Regions from separate parts of the Sus scrofa genome. Here region 1 is linked to region 2. The links are chromatin contacts, called in public Hi-C maps. All regions are on one chromosome and are shown on one strand. Each heading gives the region's core, a stretch centred on a gene start, on an enhancer-like site or on the middle of the called end of the contact. The rest is flanking DNA. Distances are from core to core; before and after follow the strand shown. Region 1 holds the start of NISCH (nischarin). Region 2 holds the start of PBRM1 (protein polybromo-1).

What was found. A called contact is a pair of places that touch in the nucleus more often than the background predicts.
Region 1: a Hi-C map of skeletal muscle shows a contact between it and region 2, with 6 times the contacts expected there. The contact joins the promoter of NISCH here to the promoter of PBRM1 in region 2. A contact is called at or near these places in 2 of 5 promoter capture datasets (fetal liver and liver), 6 of 47 Hi-C or Micro-C datasets (embryonic fibroblasts, epiblast stem cells, liver and 2 more) and 2 of 2 datasets of contacts at active chromatin or transcription factors (alveolar macrophages and skeletal muscle).

Annotation. Positions count from the first base shown.
Region 1 is chr13:34,594,534-34,597,233 of Sscrofa11.1, forward strand. It overlaps NISCH (nischarin), which reads left to right and starts at 1,255. Exons shown (of 21, transcript XM_001925354.5): 1 at 1,255-1,491. The coding sequence starts at 1,396.
Region 2 is chr13:34,819,848-34,822,582 of Sscrofa11.1, forward strand. It overlaps PBRM1 (protein polybromo-1), which reads right to left and starts at 1,270. Exons shown (of 29, transcript XM_021068909.1): 1 at 488-1,270. The coding sequence starts at 1,105. GNL3 (guanine nucleotide-binding protein-like 3) reads left to right here and starts at 396. Exons shown (of 15, transcript XM_001928454.5): 1 at 396-865; 2 at 2,049-2,107; 3 at 2,519-2,656. The coding sequence starts at 853.

The DNA.
Region 1 (2,700 bases), core at 5-2,504, 230 kb before region 2:
TCCATCTCCCCAGGGACTCTCCAGAAAAGTTTTTTGAAAAAATGAAAACATAAGCCCAGGACAGACGGGAGCTGTGTACAGGGGCCTCGCCTGGGGCCCACTATACTGCAGCTCCTGTCTGCCCCGGAGGTGAGGCCCCTATACACAGCAGCTCAACCCCTATCCAATCAAGGGAATAGGTGAGGCTCCTGGAAGGACTTGCTTGAGGTCTGGCTGACGTGGCAGCTCCTAACTTAGGTTAAACCTCTCTGGAGCAGGGGCAACACTATGTAAGGAGAGGGTGGGAGAGCAGAACCCTCAGAGAAGCCTCGAATGCCAAGTTCAGAGTACGGTGCTGTGGTACTAGTGGAGAAGGAAGGCACTGACCTACCTCAGGAGAGTATGGGCTGGAGCCTTTCTGCCAAGGGTGCCAGAGAAGCCCTGCCTGAGACCTCTCATCTCCCCAGGGAGAGAAGTACTAGCTCTGGGCTTGACTGCATTCAATCAATCATTCAACAAACTCACCCTCACAGATGCCCCATCTGTGTAAGACTGTTCCCCTGAAGTTGGTTTACCACCTCTCTCTTCTAGATCTGGGTCTTCCCCTGGGTTAAGGCTCCTTCTCTGCCTGTGCTCCAGTACTGCAGTTCCTGGGTCCAGAGCCAATCTATCGCCCCCTCATTTTGAGCTCTAGTAGAACACCAGCGGGGGTCTTGTGCCAGATGGCCAGCACATAGCCATTGCTTCCACCTAACTCAACACCTTCTCGCAGAACTCACACCAGCTCCCTGCCTTGCCTGCCAGGCGTTTGCGTGGACTAGCCCACTCAGTTCTCTGGAAGCCCATGTGACATAGATCTGAGTCTTGGAGAGGTTAAGAACTGACACAATTATTCTGTCCTGCTTGCATTCTAAGCCCCAATTTTTCTTCTCCTTTAGCCTTCTTGTGCTCAACTGGGAATGAGCCCAAGAGGAAGGTGAGAGGTAACCACTGCCTCTTTTCTGGAGAAGGAAACTGAGACCAAGCGAAGCAGTGACTCGCTTCAGGTACGCCGGAAGGTGCGGGGCCATTGGTCCTTCCTTCCTGGGCACTGACTGGCAATTCCCAGAGCAGTTCCCGCCCGGAGCCTCAGTTTCTCCCCCGCTGCTAGGAGCGCGGCGGGCGGGGCCAGGCAGGTACAGATTACGCAAGTGGACCTTCCCGGGCAGCCTGCGCACGCGCGCCATTGGCAGCTGCTGTCAATTACGCGCGAGGGGCGGAGCTGGGCGGGGCGCGAGGAGGCGGCCGGTCCAAGATGGCTGCTTGGTGAGCAGCGTGGGGCGGGGGGCGGGGGCCGTCGGGGGGCGGTGGGACGCTGACCCCGCCCCCTGCTGCTGCCAGTCTGCTCCGGGCGGCGGCGGCGACCGAGCCCGGAACATGGCGGCCGCGGCGCGCAGCTTCGGGCCCGAACCGGAGGCCGAGCCGGCCAAGGAGGCTCGCGTCGTGGGCTCTGAGCTCGTGGACACGTATACGGTGTGCCGAGGGCCCCGGTGCCTGAACTAGGGGTGGCGGCTGGAACCCGATTTCAGAGTTGGGAGGTTGGGGAGGGAATCTGGGCCCAGCATCTGAAGAGGAGGAGGTGGGGGACTGCGATTTTGAAGTGGGGACCTGGAATAGCGGAATCTGGGGAAGGACCCTGGGCCCTGCAGGTAGGGAAAGAGGGTCCTGGGGTGGGGCCCAGGGAGGGGGCCTGGGAAGTGTACGCGTTTAGAAAAGCAGGATAGGGTTGGGGAAAGATTAGAGGATAAAGGGGGTCTGCGGAAGACAGGAGTCGGGTTGAGGCGGCGGTCCCTCTAGATCTTCTAGGCCTTGAGAGGCGCCGGCCTGGGAGGACGTGACAAGGGGTCTGGAAGGAGGGGAATTAGGGAAAGGGTCTCTGATGGATGAAATCTGCAGAAAGGGTCAGGGCCCTGCGGGCGGGGGCGGAGGAGACGGGGCCTTGACGTGGGAGGCCTGAGGTTGCAGTTGAGATTTGCTCTAAAAGTGAAGGGGGGCTCAGGTTCCTTGGGGCTCTGGCAGAAACAAGAATGGGGTAAGGGTGGAGCCTAGACACCGGCAATTGAAGGGGTGGCTCAGGGCTGAAAGCTTAAAACCGGGGAACCTTAGGGATCTTCATGGCTTTGGATTATGGGGGTGAGTTGGTGCTGTAAACTGCCCACGCACACTTCAGAGCTACGGGGGTGATGGAGGACAGCAAAGGGGGCAGGTTCCAGACTGTGATGAGTTGGAGGCCCTCCTGGGTCTGGATGGGATTGGGCACCTGGCCTACAGGCCAGGTTGGCTGCCTGGCAGGGACTGAGCATCTGAGCACCTCCCAGACTCCTGTCTTTTGTTCCTGGAAGGTGGGAAGTATGTGGGGGGCTTTGGCCCTGCCTTCGCCCCATCCTTTTGGACCTCATCCTAACCCTCCTCCAGGGTCATTCTTTCCTGTACTGGAGGGAGGGGATGGAAACTGCCAGGCTGGGTAGAGAGGCTGGGGACTAATTCTGTAGCAACAGGCAGGCCCTGGAGAAATGGCTGCTCCTCCATGGATGCTTAGGCTGAGTTGATTACTTTCTCCTCCCCCTTCCCTGCTTGCTTCAGGGAGGGGCGGGACCCTAGGACCAGGGGTCCTCATCCAGGTGAAAGTTGAGGTCTCTGAGTTGATGCCTGGCCGGCAGTCATGCAGCCACTGCATTCAGC
Region 2 (2,735 bases), core at 20-2,519:
CCCACTGATAAAAAACAGTCTGAACACAGTTAGCCAGAAAGTGTTTTTAAAAAATTACTAGGAGGCTTTGCGCCCGAACCGCCAGGAAAAGACAAGAAAAAAAAGAGGCCTTGAACTGTGGAGAAAATGAAAGACTTTCCGACCTGTCACTGGTACGACCTGTCACTGCTACGGGGGACTAAGAGATACGTTGACAGCTTTGAAGCTGTCCGCGACAAGCGCTCGATCAGCCGCCGGGGGCGGGAAAGCGGGTCTCCGAGAGTTTCCGGGCCGCGGCGCGCCTTTGTCCCGGCCGGCAGGTGCGGCAAAGCTGCTGGGCCCGTCACGAAGCCTGCCGCCGTGCCCCGCCCCGCGCACCCGGCCGGACCGGCGCGTCCCCACGGCCGGGGCGGGGCCTCCGCCGCTGCTCCCGCCCGCCCGGGCCCACACAAAGGCCCGGCAGTCGGCCGAGAGGAAGCGGCCCCGCCCGCCCCGCGCCTGGCCTTACCCAGCCGCTCCGCCGCCTGCAGCCCCGGCCGCGGTCACCGACCGCCGCGCCCCGCCCCGTGGCCGCCACGGCTGCTGCTATTGCTCCTCCGGCCGCGGCCGCTGCCGTCGCTCCAGCACCCGCCGCCCTCACCGCCCTCACCCCTCCCGGTTCCGCCGCAAAACCAGCCCCGCGGCCGCCAAGCGATCCTGGCTCTGCGCGACACTGCGTGCGCGCGCACGCGCGCCGGCGGCGGTGCGCTTTACGGCAGCTGCGTGAGTGCGTGACGCTCACTAGTGGCCTTAATTCGCACGTGGCCCTTTCGGAGGCACATTGTGTCTGCGAGCGCTGGTGTAACTGCTGGCATTGCCTTTCCAGCTTCCAGTATGAAGCGGCCGAGTGAGTCGGGTCGTGGGGCGGGTGTAGAGGGACTTGATGGTCGATGAGCCTGTGCCGCTTGATCTGTGGAAATAAGGGTCTAGCGGGTAGGTTGTCTCCCTGGTCCATCCGAGGGTTGGAAGGCCCCACGTTGACCGCGGGCCCGTGGTACAGAAGGAAGGCTGAGTCCCAAGGATGAAGATCAGGGTAGGGTTTCTTGAGGCGTATTTCAGTGTCTGAGCCGGGTTTTGGGCCCAGCATTTTCCCTTCTACGGCCACGTTCGGTCCGGCCCTGGTAAGGTCTGAGAGTCGCCTCTCAAACCCAATGTTAGGTTTTCCTTTGTGATTTTGTTGTTTGACAAGAAGTAGCTGTCGTCTTGAGTCTTATACGCTCCTGTGTGTGATCCCAGTCTTATCTTGGAAAAGTGAGACCATGAAAGTTGGGCTCTATACCAGATCTATTAATTAGGTCACATTCTCTGGGACTTGGGTGGCCCATGTTTGTTTTTATCGGGGGCCCCACAGTTTTTTTTTTTTGTTTTGTTTTGTTTTTTTGTCTTTTAGTGCCGCACATGCGGCATACGGAAGTTCCCAGGATGGGGATGGAATCCGAGCTGCAGCTGCTGACCTACACCACATCTCATAGCAACACCAGATCTTGAACCCACTGAAGGAGGCCAGGGATCCAACCCATTTCCTCATAGGTACTAGTCGGGTTCCTTACTGCTGAGCCAGGACAGGAATTCCTCACAGGATACTTAAAATAGGTTTCAGAGGTAGTTAATTACTTAACAAAATAAATGGATAAATGGATATGACCCTAGAGCAAAGTCATCAAAAACTAAACAAATCGATCGTTTATGGATGAAATAGATTATAAAAAGTGATTTTAAAAAGTAATATCGGCGTTCCCGTCGTGGCGCAGTGGTTAACGAATCCGACTAGGAACCATGGGGTTGCGGGTTTGGTCCCTGCCCTTGCTCAGTGGGTTGACGATCCGGCGTTGCTGTGAGCTGTGGTGTAGGCTGCAGACGCGGCTCGGATCCCGCGTTGCTGTGGCTCTGGCGTAGGCCAGTGACTAGAGCTCCGATTCGACCCCTAGCCTGGGAACCTCCATATGCCGCGGGAGCGGCCCAGGAAATAGCAAAAAGACCCCCCCAAAAAAAAAAAAAAAGTAATACCTTTGTGATCTATTGCTTTGTAGAGTTAAAGAAATCAAGTAAACGCATGACCTGCCATAAGCGGTATAAAATCCAAAAAAAGGTAAGTCTTGTTGTTGGGAGAGTTATAGCAACTGTAAAGCTAAACTTATTTCTGCCCCACTCCTCCACAAAGAGGTCTCTATTAATATGACTTCACCTCAGGAAACAGAGATTGAATAGACTAGCTATGAGAGCAAGCTTTTAGGCATCAGAAGTACAGCTGTGGGAAAGTGCAGTGATAAAGTGATGAGAAAGTCTATAAAATTGATTAACATGGTAAGAATTGCTGCAAAAAGAATCTCCTGCTGACATTTTCTTGTTGATGTATATATAAACGTGGTGGGTCCTTTGTATTGCAGTTAAAGTGTTTTTAGGTCATCTTACCAATACAACTAAAATGCAACATGATTGATTTTTCATGTGAGTTCTCTTTAGTATTTTTGTATGCTGATAAATTTTTTTCTCTTGATAGGTACGAGAGCACCATCGAAAATTGAGGAAAGAGGCTAAAAAACGAGGTCGAAAGAAGCCTAGGAAAGACCCAGGAATTCCAAATAGTGCTCCTTTTAAGGAGGCTCTTCTTCGGGAAGCTGAGCTAAGGAAACAGCGGGTAAGATGCATTAGCTGAAATTTTCAACAAGTGATGTGTGTATTTTTTCAAAATAAAGTCAGAACACCAGGTCACTTTG